2 separate regions of the Anas platyrhynchos genome follow, and region 2 is linked to region 1. Evidence: chromatin contacts called from public Hi-C data. All regions are on one chromosome and are shown on one strand. The core of a region is the stretch at or near the end of the contact, and the rest is flanking DNA. Distances in the headings are between cores, read along the strand shown.

Region 1 (6,652 bases), core at 3,536-6,035:
GAAAGTACCGAGTTTAGACATCCTTGCATAGGATGGAGACAAAGATAAGATACACAGCAAAGGGAGTACTGTGATGTGATTTTTAAATCTTGATTATGTCTAAGTATCTCCACCATTACCAACTGTGATCTATAAGAACAAAATATAGTTACTCACACAGACTTGTTAGGAAATTGATATCTAGGCATTCACAACAGAAGCTGTTGTACTAATAAGGGGTAATATAAGTCATGCAATATCTGTATTTCTCCCCCAGCTCCTACCAACCCAGCATCAGGTATCATAACACGCTGTCTCGAGCCATTGTGCTGATGACAAAAAAACTGAAGCAGATGATTATTGACATTTGGCAGGAAGCTGCACTTGCAAATATCAACTTAGATTAATTACGGTTAATTACATTTTTGTCAAACAGTACGATGTCAGTATCTGAAGTAAAAAATGTTCTCTCATGTCATTCAGCATCTTATTTATTGTCATGAGAATGTGCACACAGAGGTTACTCTTCATGCTATCTTGATCCCCTGTGAAAAAATAACATGTGTAACATGTTTAAGGTTTGCAAATACATTATCTGCAACTTACACTTTGTGATACCATTAAAATGTAAAAGAAAATATATCCAGATGAGCCAGTCTCCACATGTACTACAGCATATGATGGACTGTCTAGCAGATGGAAAAACCATTCTTAAAAGATTTCAAATTCTTGAAGTGACTTCAGATTCACTTTTGTTAATATCTCCGCACACTTACAATATTGTAAAAGGAATATACACATCCACTTCATATCTTAAGTGATACCTTTTAGCCCTTCTCCCTCCTCTTTATAGGAACACTTCTAAAAGTGGGAAACATTGAATTCTTACCAGAATAACCTTTAACCCAACCTTTGTTAATCTGGGTACCTCAGCGAACAACTGCTTCTATGTTCTTCCCTCTTTTTTTTGTGCACATTAGAAGTCAAGGACCAATGAGTATCGTACACCTTCTCTCAGCGCAGAGTCTTGCATAATGCAATCCTGGACTTGACTGAGGCAGTTATTAGCTCCTGTAAAGTGCTGCTACTACTATTAAAATGGAATATACTGGGACAAGTAGTAAGGATGAATGAATGAGTGAATAGCATTTTGATGGTTATACATCTGATGGTTCTAGATACTAAATACTTAAGAAAACTCTATTCCATGTTAAATGTAGTAACAGATTTTAAGCAGAAAATAGTCTAGCACACTACATGTTGTAGGCCATAGAACTACACTCAATAACTCAGGCATCACATGCACAGTACCCAAAATAAAATAAGAAAAGGATGGGTGCTCTCATCTCTGAAAATTATGTCAAAATAGTAGGAAATTTCATATTTGAGCAATTGTCCTTACACTGAATTGAGAAAGCAGTGTAACCAGTTTGCCTGAGTTTCACTATTTAAAAGTTGGAATACTTACTTATGCTATAACAATAGTGTCAAGTTAATTAATTATGTCTGTAAAATCTCTTCTAAATGAAAGACGTTAGGCATGATTCATTATCTCTACAGCACCACTGCAGAATAACAGACTGATTGTTGTTTTATCAAGGGGATAAGATTTCTAATAAAATACATTTCAAAGTGGAAATTACAGTAACAGACTTTTTGACTTATTTAGACCTGTTTTGTGGGGAGCAAGGCAACGTGCTTTTGATGAGTTCTAGGTATAGAAGTGTAATGAAGAACAAGAGATACAGGAACACTCACACAGCTTTCCTAGGGACAGTAATGTTGCACTAGCTAAATGGTATCGCATAGATGATGCGAATAGGGACTAAATACCTAGCACTGCTGCCAGACTAAGCTAAAAGAAAACTACTCTTCTATCCAATAGATGTCACTTCCAGCCTGATTCGTTGCAGGGATCTGTGCCAGTCACCTACCTATAGCCACCCAGAACTACAGACAGTACAACATTAACAGCCCCAAATTACCCGTGAGGTGACAATGTATGACCTATAAAGGGCCTGATTTATTTTATGACTCCACTGTTGTCAGCTTTCACGTTCACAGGTGCATTCCTGCTACAGCATGCATCTGCAGGCCAAATTCAGCCAACACTTACCAGGGCCAGGAAGTCATCAGCACAGACCTGAGAGTAGAACAAAATATTCAGAAAAGACACATAAGAAATGGCCTGTGAATTACACTGATTCAGCACATCTACCGGAGAGTCCTGCAGCCCAACTCTTTCCTGGATATCTCTGCCTATTCTTCGGCCTGTACTGGCAAGCTCCACACCCTCAGTGCCAATAGCCGGAGTTTCAGAGGAGGAAATGAATCATGCCCTTGGAATGCAAACTGAAAGCCTGCAGATCTAAGAAAATAGTTACTCATCTGTGTATACATATACATGCATAACTCGTGTATTGCCAATTACATTTCAATCTGATACATGAATAATAATAAAAAAAAAATCCAGCAGAATTCAATATTAGATGCATTCCAGAGATAAAGCACGTGGTTATAAATGAAACAAACAGCACCATGTGACTTAAAATACAGCGTGGGCCGAACTGGGGCCCGATCCAGCACAAAATCACCACAGCTTTTCCTGGCTACAGGGACATCAGATTGCATGGTCGCACCGCGACCACACGGCACGCAGTTCAGAAATACCAACCTGCTCTTGGGAGCGAGACAGCAAAGGGGTGTCTGGACTGGGTCAAAATGCTTTGTGAAAACGAATACAGTGTAAGCAGGAGCCGGCCAGGTTTGATTTGTTAATTTGCCAAGGTGATCCCATGGGGAGATCCCCTTAATTGATTATGCATTTGTTGACGTGAAGTCCGCGCTTGCGGGTCATGCCACCTCTGTTTGCCACACACCCTCGGGGCCGCCTGGCAGCACAGCCCCATCTCCACACAGCCCAGCCCAGCAGCACGGCACTCCCACAGGCGAGAGCAGCCCAGAAGCGTGGACCAGCACCGTCCTTTTAAAGCACAGCCGCCTCGAGACCTTCAATTCGCCCCAGGCCCCGACATGGCCGCCTATCTGCCTTCCTAACGGCCTGCAGGGCGGCCGGGGAGCCCCCGGGCCCAGAGCTGAGGCAGGCAGATAAACCTCCGCCCGGCGCCAGATAAGCCGCCGGCCCCGGCACCCGTCCAGCCTCCTCTGCAGGCGGCCCTGGGGAGCCAGGACGAGCCTCCCCCGGCAGGAAGGCGGCTGAGGCGGCAGGTGTGCCTGGCTGATCCGCCACGCTCGCTGCCGGCGGCACGGAGCAACCGCACCAAGCTCAGATCGCACCGACTCTGCCCATCTTCCACCCTTTGGGTGTAGGGATGCACTGCTGCATCCCGCAGTGATCATAATTCCACCGATACGTGAAGCTAAGAGGCCGTTTCTTGCCTTGGAAATACCGTATCAGCCATCCGTTGGCCGCAGGCCAGATTTGTGTGGCTGTATCTGCACAAAAAGCCCCGGCTCTCGGTGACTGACACTGTCGTAGCAGTCATAGAGGGGCAGGAGGCTGCCGAGCCTGACTGTGTTTCTGCCGGTGTTTGCGACAGTCCTTACAAGAGGCAGGCAGCAGCAGCCTACCTTTACACATCCTCTCCCCAGATGGCTATATTGAAGACATTGAAAGCATTTCGAAGCCACATTTCGAAGCACATTTCGAAGAATGCAATACTTGCACTGCTTGGATCTCCATCGTGCCATTGTACACAGCTCCTTCTGCAGTGATAGAGCTGTACGCCTTCTGCAAACCGCTCTTTGAACCCCCTGCTTACGGGTAGCTACTGTCTGTCACAAAGAGCTCAAATTTCATCCTGATTTAAAAGCATTTTATGTAACTATGCTACTGAATCAGCCCCAGGTTTCAGAGTTTGAGGCCTCTTCCCTAACTGTACGCTAAAATGCATGTAGGAGTGAGCAGGACAAATAAATCCATCGTCCTGCACCTCATTACCTGCAATTTGTACCACCTTTGATTGGACACACAACAGCTGCACGTTGCTTGTACTCACCACACTGTCAGTATTTTGCCACACTTCTCATGCTGCTGCCACCACTACCAAAGCGGCAGATCAGACAAGCATGTTTAGAGAAAGTGTGTATTTTGCCTGCTATTATGTTCTCACAGAGGCGCTGCGACACGCTTTAAAGAGCCTTTATAACCTCGTAGGCTGCACTTATCAATCTGAATCAGAAAGGTACAATTATCTAGTGTAGAAAAGGGGTGGAAACGGCTTTTAAGATTGCGTGTGCCACGCACACTGGCAGACAGGGCATTTTGTCTATGCAGCACTCCAGATGAACCATTCTCGGGGCCATTTCCTAAAGCAGAATATCAGGTCACTGCTTGCGAGCTTCTATTCCCTCCCAGGAAAGGTCCTCACATTGCAGTGTTTTCATGGTGAATGCAGACTCCCCCAGACCGACCACTATGAGCCAGCGGTTAAAACACCTAACTGCTCAGAATGACCTCACACAGATAAAAATGATAAATTGGGTCCCTGAGCGGACTGAAACGTCAGTTTGACCCCGAAGGTTATAACATACAACACACGCAGGAAACCTTTGGGGAGGTTTGCACCCTGGAATAAAAAATAAAAAATGGAAGCCCAGCAACTAGGAAGCCCCCTAGGGTAGTAAATAAATAAATAGATAAATAAATAGCTAAACCACCCAGAGACAGGGCAGAGACCCTACGTGCACCATCCCCAACATCCCCATCCCGTTATCGCCCCGCACCAGCCCTCACCCCCCCCCCCTCCTTCCCGCCGTACGTCACCCAACCGCGCGCCCGTGACGGCAGCGCGGCGCGGGGCGGGGCGGGGCGGGGCGGCCGTTGGCGGCGCGGGGCTAAGATGGCGCTGGCGCTGCTGAGGGAGCCGCTGGGCTCCCGGGCGCGGCCGCTGCCGCTGCCCCCCGGCGGCGGCTCCGTGCGCGGCCTCCTGAGGGACTGCGCCCGGCGGCTGGTGAGAGGCGGGCAGCGGGCACCGGCAGCGCCCGGGGCCGGGTTTCGGGCTCCGTGCCTCAGCGGGGAGGTCCCTTCCAACCCCTCTGATTCCTCCTTAGCGGCTTACTTCGTCGGGTTATTTCGTTTTTTCAACCGATCGTGTGACAAAATTGTGTTTGTTTGTTTGTTTTTTAGTGTATTCCCGAAGAAAGTTTGTACGTGAAGTGCAACGGGCGGCTGGCGGATGATGACGACGAACTGCAAGATGGCATGGTGTATAGCCTGGAAACGAGGCTTTGTGGGGGAAAAGGAGGTTTGTGCTTCGTCGTTTCCTTACTAATTCACGTCTGAGCTTTAAATTTTATTTATTTGTTTATCTATTTCATACCTCAAACGATAGTGGTATCAGAAGTTGTAATCTGGTAGCAGATATCTCGTAATGCAGATGATTGCGGGCTGTCCACAAAGTAAAGCCAAGGCTGAGAGTTTACTTTAGGCTGGTTATTAGGAACAACTTCTTTACAGAAAGGGTTGTGAGGCATTGAAATAGGCTGCCCAGAGAAGTGGCTGAGTCACCATCCATGGAGGTCTTTAAAAGCCATTTAGATGTAGAGCTGAGTGATATGGGTTAGTGGAGGGCTGTTAGTGTTAGGTTAGAGGTTGGACTCGGTGATCTTGGAGGTCTCTTCCAACCTAGATGATTCTGTGACAGCCGTTGTTGGCACTGCTCTGTTTTGCATCCCTAGTTAGCGTAGCTCTACTAGCAGAAATCCGTAAGGTGCCTCTGAGTGAATTCAGGATCAAAATTGTATTTAAAAGGCTTCTTAGGCTCCTAAATTTCACTTGCTGTCACTTAGGACAAGTATTTCAGCTACAAATAGTCTGTGGCTTGAATATGTTATATAATTTAATTGATTTTGTCTTTTCTTATTTGAAAAAATAAAGCCAAGGTCTTAGTACCCTGAGAACTAAAGATTTCGGCCTAAAACAGGCTGCTTGTATTGTTAAAATATTTTAATGTTGTTGTAGATAATGTGTTAATCACACAAAACCATGCAGCCACTGACAATGTAGGCATTCTCTAAAATCTGACATGAAGGATGAAACAAGTTTAGCGGAGTATATTTGTGTGTAAATGAAGTCCATGTAAGTTTGCTTTTTGAATCCAGTTCTTGAAGTTTCCTGGCCATTGAGCTAAAATGCTGAATAACGGTGCAGCCTTGCATCAGACTGCATCTCAGCTTGCTTTGCCTTCTTCATAGTTTTTAGAAAGAACTGAAAAGAAATATTTTTGCTTTAGCTTATGAGCTATCATGTTGATTGGTTAGGTGCCCTAAAAGTATTGCATGTTTTATAAGCTTATTGTGTAGCAGCCATCTTCCTCACCTATTGTCTGTCAGTTTCAGTTATCCTGGGATGACCCAGGATGCGCATGCTGTGATTCACTCTGTGTTACTGATGTGCTGTTGGAGTTGCTTAAAAATTGCCCTTTGACAATTTTGTCTGCTTTGATTTGACTTTGTAACATAAAAGACTGATTAAAAATAGGCATACAAGCACAACTCAGAAATATCAAGACTTATTGTATGATCTCAAAGAATTACAGATCATGCTTATCATCTTATAAGAAGACTGAGCGCTCTGTTACCAGGTCTAATTCAGCACTTGCAACCTTAATGAATTCATTGCTGTTGATTTTTGGGAGCATGTCTGGCTAGG
Region 2 (6,688 bases), core at 1,013-3,512, 46 kb after region 1:
GCCAATGCACTTCATTTTTTCTAACCACATCATGATTCCTAGTAACTAGTGGAGACTTTTGATTGTTTTTTATCTGCAAAATAGATTAAGTTAAGTTTTAAGATTAAGTCTTAAGTTAACTGTAATTATTAATGCTCTTCACAAAAATGAAGAGCTGTTCATAGAACCAAACTTTCCTAAGTTTGGAGGAACAAGCTATCAGAGAAGCAATGTTTACTCCCTGTATTGGGTTATTTTCATTTTGGGTAAGGATTGTCTTCAAGGGGAGTTCAATTATGCACTAAATGTGGTTATGCCAATAAAATACATTTTGGCAAATACTGTGGGGTATACTATTGATAATCTGAATGCAAAGGCACAAGCCAAATGCCTCCTAAAAGGTCCATGCTATAGAATAGTGGTTTTCTGTGCAGTTTCGTTTACTGTTTATTGTAAAATGCAATGAGTAACCCTAGTGGCTGTCCAAGCATCTTCATGGGTATGACTATTTACCAGTTATTACTTTTTTTATGATGGTGTTCAAAGAAAGGTTTTGATGGCTGCTTGTATCAGTAGGACAATTAGTTGTTTCTATTTCTCACATTCATAACATTTTGTCCAACAGTAACGATCTTCTTTGGCTGCACACATTTTTTGCTGTTGTTTACCTGATTCTGACCGTTGTCTTCATGAGACATCACATGAAGGCAGTCACATATAAAGAAGAAAACATAGTAAGTTTGTGTTTTTTGTTTTTTTTTTTAAGTGTTTGAAAGTGAATAATATTAGAAAAGTAAATTGCTAAGATGCCTCCTCCTTGCTAGAATGTGATGCAAGTGTGAGGGGAATTTACTGAAAGCAAAACTCCACTGAGTGAATTGTGAAACATGGCTGGAGAGACAAGGAGTGGGGAGGGACTTGTGAAATTTTGATGCATCTTCAACTAGTATAGAAGGTAAATGTGTTGCCGTCTTGAATAGGTGCAGCTTCCATCAAAATCAGAGCATCCTACTTTTTTTTTTTCCACCCCCCTCTAAAGCTTAGCTATCTGTGCTATGTCAATTCCTTCCTCATATTCTTTTCTCCTTAGTCATACGGTTGGTTTCTCAAAATAGGATTTTTTTTTTTCTTTTGCAGGTAAAATGCACGTTGTTTATAACTGGTCTTCCAAAAAATGTAAATCAAGAAACCATACGACAACATTTCATGTAAGTTCTGTGCTTGACGAGTATTATTAGGAACAGGCGATTTAAAATTATCCTGGTAGTTCTACCTGTCCAAACAAATATTTTTTGACTCTTGCACTGTTTCAAATCCATGTTATAGTATCCATCTTTTCTAAGTGTATTTATTACTTAGAAATAATTGAGAATAGAAGGGAAGATATTATATTTCAATAAAGCTAGATAGCTGATCTGAATATTAGAATCTAAAAAAGTGGCTGCATATCCATGCTTACCATTAATGCTCCCACATGGCTTTTATTTGGGAATAATGCTGCACATCTCATTCAAGTAACTTTCAGCATCTGTCTCCATGGAAGTCTCCTCTCTGTGGTACACCATTGAGATGTCATTTAGATATCAATGATGCTCTTTGAAAAAGTTTCTTCAGTGTACTGTCTTTTCTCACATAGTGCTTCCTTTTCAGTGCTGCCTACCCAAGCTGCTCTGTGCTGGAGGTCCAGCTGTGTTATGATGTAGCCAGGCTTATTTATCTATTTAAAAAAAGGTACTCTTTTTGTAATATATCTGAGTTTGGAATAATTTTATGAATGTTTTGCCAGTCCTCAATCAATTTTTACAAGTAGTACTAAGCTTGCATATACTAGAACTGCTTTCTGCTCTTAAAGTTCTGGTCTGGTATTCAGTTAGATTCAGCTGTATTTTGAAGTGAGCTGTAGCTGGTTTTTTGTTTGTTTTTTTTTTTGTTTGTTTGTTTGGGCAGTACAAAGTGGAAAACAGAGCTGTTACATTAGTAATTAGAAACTGTAGCAGACCTTTGCTTTGCTCAGAGATCTTGGACACAGAAGGAAAAAGGGTTGTTTTCTGGGCTATACAATAACAACTTTTCCTTCTGGAACCTCACAACAAGTGTAGACTCATGATATTATAGGTTTGAAAATAAATTGTATGAAGTAGACAAAATAAGATATATGAGTATCTTTGATTTGTTATGAGTCCTTGACGTAATTTTTTCTCTTGGGGGTAACTTGCTGTTGATACTGTTCTCTTGCAAAATGTTTTGGATGTATTTTTCTATCTAGGAAACAGGCAGAAAAAAGCCTGACTTACTATAAGCATCTGCATCAGAAGCACGGCAAGCGAGTCCAAATCAACCCGAAGCCATGTGGTCAGTTCTGCTGCTGTGAAATGAGAGGATGTGAAAGGGTAAGAGATAACGTTCATTCTTACTTGTGGCTGGGAAGATTAATATAGGAGTAGAGAAAACTGTTTTTTGTGTAACATCTTGTTGAACTTCAGAAGATAATTATGTATTGCAGGGAGCTCATCTTTCATGTTCTTTTACAGTAGGGAAGAGGAGTGCCTTAAAATTTCTGAGGTTTAATCGTAGTGCAAAAACAGAAGTACAAAAAAACCCCCTTCTGGTTGTTTGTCTTTGTGCAGTGATGTGATTTGTAATTTCTGGAATTAGTGTAAGGAATAGGGGCTATGGTTTGTGTAAACTGTATTTTAATGAAGGTATTAGCTATCTGATACTTGGATGTAACAGTAACAGTCCTCAATTTCCCAACAGGAGGATGCTGTAGATTATTATACTAGAGTTAATAATGCACTGATGGAAGAATTCTCAAAGGAGGAACAAGCTGTTAAAAATAAACCACTGGGAATGGCATTTGTAACATTTCAAGAGAAATCCATGGCAACCTAGTAAGTTTTGTCTGCTGTTGTCTTTGTTCTGTTTTAACTGTAATAGTACTACTAATCTGATCTGATTTATGTTGCTTGTGTGCTTATGTTGGTTCTTCTTCCTTTCTTCTTCTTCACCGTCCTGTGGATTTGGTCTGCTCTGCTTACTGGTAAGTTTCCCTGTAAGTGTGCGTTAAGCCTCTATATTTCAAACAAAGAATTTAGATGCTAAGAGACTAAATGGCTCTAGACATTTATTGGTATAAGGAACTTCCTCTTCTGTGTGGGATGCATCAGTGTAGGCTAATAGTAGGTCAGACTAGTTGGATCTTGAATGTGGGTTACTGATTTTTCCATTTTCTACTGTGCAAGTGAAGTTACCAATCTATCACAACGGGTGCCAATTATACTGCTAGTTAGTAATCTCAACCAAGTAGTTAGTGACTGACGTGGCCATCAGTGCTTAATTATTTTTGTTTTAAAGGTAGTTTCTGGATGTTTAGTGTTGGCAAAGAACCAGGCAGAGTAAAGAGGAGAAACTGAAGTTTCCAGCTTTGAGTGTCTGTAAATAAATAGCTTAATAACTTGGTGTGCAAGATTTAATGAAAAGTATGTGTGTCCGTGCGCTCAGTCTTTTTATGTTGTGTATGTGTCTATAAATCTGTGTGAGTACATAATTATTCACCATACTTTTTAAAAATTAAGTTGTTAGATAAGCTAGGATAAGACAATTCAAAAAAGACATTTTTAAAGCTATGACATTTTTAAAGCTATTCTAGGTTTTAGGAATACTTCTTTGTGAGATGATGGAGGGTTATATGGCACAATCTGTTTCAATATTCCTTTTTTGCTTGTAGATTGCTTATGACCCTCAAAATCTGTTTGACTTAGGATTTTACTATATGTGTATTTCGTACCTTTTACTATAGGTACGTGTGTAGACCTATTATCAGAAGGTGTTCAGCCCCTTTTATTTAGTTGTGTGTAGAGAAAACGCATGTAAGCTGCCATTTTGTTTAGCAGTTTGTGAGCATCTCTTACTAGCATGAAGTGAGTAAAGGGAAGCAGAGTAATATTTGTAATAGAAGCATAACACATCACATTTGTTTTTTTTAATTCTTCATAGCATTTCTAGTTTAAATTGTCTGTGTTCTTTTGACCCTCAAGTCACAGTAGAGAGCCAGTCTTTCAGGCTCTTTTCAGGGAACTCCAGGGTGTAGGATTTCAAGGATTTGAGATGCTGGAAAAACTTTGCATGCTGCTCTTTAACCGACTATTAATTATGTGATGAAATCTGCCCTTCTGTTTTTGTGATGTTACATACTGTACTTTGAGATTCTAGAGCATGAATTAATGCTTTAAGATGTGAATCTAAAAGGAAAAATAAGCACTGAGGTTCTTTCTCTAGCTGTTCATTTCTTGTTTTTAATTTTGATAGGATAATTTCTTCTCAGACGTGTTCTGAATTGCACTGCAGGCATCTGAGTTGGAGTTACTAAGAATGGAACATATTTTAGCTTGTTTAGCTTGCAGTGGATTCTATTCTTTGGAAAACTAGATTACAGAAGGAGCTGAGGCTACCATCAGATTAGAAAGTCATATGGTGCCACTAGTGGTCTCTGCCCCACAGAGCCCTGAAATAAAATAGGGTGGAGGAAGCTGGAAGCCAGGACTGATGTTCATGGAGTCAGGTAGCTGTAGAAGCTGGATTGAAGTTGGTGCTCATGTTGGTGTAGTGTGGTTGGAATTGCTAAAGCTTGCTTCATATTTACTCTTTAAAAACAAGCTATCGAAGTATCGAAAAACTTTCTTAGCATCTTGCAGCAGCAAGTATTTACAGTTTTACATCGCTACTTGAATTCTGGTAAGGTAAAAATCTGTTTTGTCTTCTATTGTTTTGTTTGGTGTCTGCGTGGTTCTCTGTTTTCTTTATGTTAAGAGCATGACTTATAAAAAAGCATGTTCAGGAATTTTACAGTCCACTTGTTCAAATACAATGTACATGTATACTGTTTCTATGCTAGTGAAATGGTGTTTATCTGGAGTAGAACCTTTTTACACTGTAACTTGCACACAGTTGTATTGTCTCTGAATATATGCTTATCACTTCTGTCGGTGTGTTTTGAGAAATCTTTTAGAGCATTTATTCTGGCCATGTTTCAATGTGGTTTAAATACATTGATATTCAACTCAAAATATTAGAAGATAAAACTAAATGTTGTGATTATTTTGAGAACAGGCAAAAGGTTATTATTGTGAAGTGTGAGGATACCAAAATTCTATGAAACGCAAAGATGGCTAGATTTCGTATTGGTGTAATGAAGTAGTGTAGACTAATTGTTCACTCTGCTATGACTTGAGAAAAGTTGCTGTTATGTAAGAGGTGTTGGGGAACTGTCTTTTTTTCCTGATGCTCTCGGACTTTGTTTTTTAATATGAACCACTGCTGCCATTAGTGTTAATAGAAGCACTGAACAGCTCAAATCAAGATTGCTTTTTTGTTTTCCAGTTTTGTCAGTTATCAAAGGTCCGTGGTAGTAACTGTTTACATACATGAGATGATGTTACAATCAGCTAATAACCATTTCATCTAAATGCATTCTCAATCTCTAGTTATTAAAAGGGGAAAAAAAACAGCACCACAAACTCTTATCACTACTACCAGTCTTCCTCTATATATGCAGTGTTTTCAGGTGTAAAAAATTGGAAAAATCCTCCTCTTGTTTCCCTCCTTACAGCGTCCTTAAGGACTTCAATGCGTGCAAATGTGACGGATTTAATTGTAAAGGAGAACCACAGCCATCACCCTACAGCAAGGAGCTGTACATATCAAACTGGAAGGTTAAATATGCTCCATATCCCGAGAATATATGTTGGTAAGATTCCTGTCTTCCACAATTTATTTATGATAGTGCAGGTGTAGAATGGAGACAGGAGAAGGGGTCTAAGTGCATTTTTCTTTAACCCTAAACTGAAACTTTATGGAATGTTTCCATGTGGCTGGTGTGAATCTTTATTTCCATTAATGGTGCTCTTCATTGACCTTTGGAATGTCTCTCAGAGGTTGACTATAGAGTTCTACCACAATGAAGTTCTGGTACTTGCAGTTCTTAATTTTGATTTTTTTTTTAAAGCTGTTTTTATTATTTTTTTTAATTAGTCTCTAACTCCTCCTTTCTATTTTTTGAGGTTAATATATATCTATTGTTGAGGTGAGGCAAGGAATTTGGTGTTAGTGCTGAGTATTCCTCAAGTATGTGTGTGTGTGTGTGTGTGTGTGTGTATGTGTATATATATATATATATATATATATATATATATATATATATATATATATATATATATAAAATATATAAAAATATATATATAAAATATATATATTTGGCAATGCCACAGGACGAGTACAGCTTGATCCACTCTGAACTATGGTCTGTTTTCCAACATCTTTTTTACTGACCCAGTAAATTTCACAGACTTTACTTAGGAGAGTGTGTGAAAATAGATAAGTGCTTTTTGAATCAAGCTGTTCCTGTGCGGTCTTCTGTCATGCTTAGAGGCTAAAAATGACTAAATGTTTTCCAGTTGCTTTGTAAATAACTTAGGATTGCACCAATGTAATCTTCACGTCATATGACAGAAAAATTGTTGTGACATTTCTATTGCCCAAACTGAAACTGCAAATAAGACAAAAAATACTCATTGTTTGGCTTTTCCCTTGAAAATAAGGAGTTTGCCATGTTACTTACCTAGGCTCAACGTGAGAGTTGTCAGCAGAGGGAATGATAATGAGCCTCTATTTCTGCTTTGTCTGTTCTTAATACTTGGCTTTGGCTGAGGTT

The links. A called contact is a pair of places that touch in the nucleus more often than the background predicts.
Region 2: a Hi-C map of small yellow follicle shows a contact between it and region 1, with 1.7 times the contacts expected there. The contact joins the enhancer-like site here to the promoter of SDE2 in region 1. A contact is called at or near these places in 2 of 8 Hi-C or Micro-C datasets (skeletal muscle and small yellow follicle).

Annotation. Positions count from the first base shown.
Region 1 is chr3:20,223,792-20,230,443 of IASCAAS_PekinDuck_T2T, forward strand. It overlaps SDE2 (SDE2 telomere maintenance homolog), which reads left to right and starts at 4,786. Exons shown (of 7, transcript XM_027453691.3): 1 at 4,786-4,952; 2 at 5,129-5,246. The coding sequence starts at 4,842. It overlaps LOC140002108 (a long non-coding RNA gene), which reads right to left and starts at 4,607. Exons shown (of 6, transcript XR_011808062.1): 1 at 2,096-4,607.
Region 2 is chr3:20,272,734-20,279,421 of IASCAAS_PekinDuck_T2T, forward strand. TMEM63A (transmembrane protein 63A) reads left to right here. Exons shown (of 25, transcript XM_072035496.1): 9 at 605-713; 10 at 1,117-1,187; 11 at 1,630-1,710; 12 at 2,246-2,369; 13 at 2,737-2,870; 14 at 2,990-3,019; 15 at 5,588-5,725. The region is part of intron 2 of LOC101789646 (left-right determination factor 2); the gene reads right to left. Among named protein-coding and RNA genes, the nearest start is that of TMEM63A, 13 kb to the left of the region's middle. Within about 2 kb of position 2,263, at least 2 of the 8 cell types and tissues checked have an H3K27ac peak or open chromatin away from gene starts, as enhancers often do. A contact at or near this core is called in small yellow follicle, where this site is marked.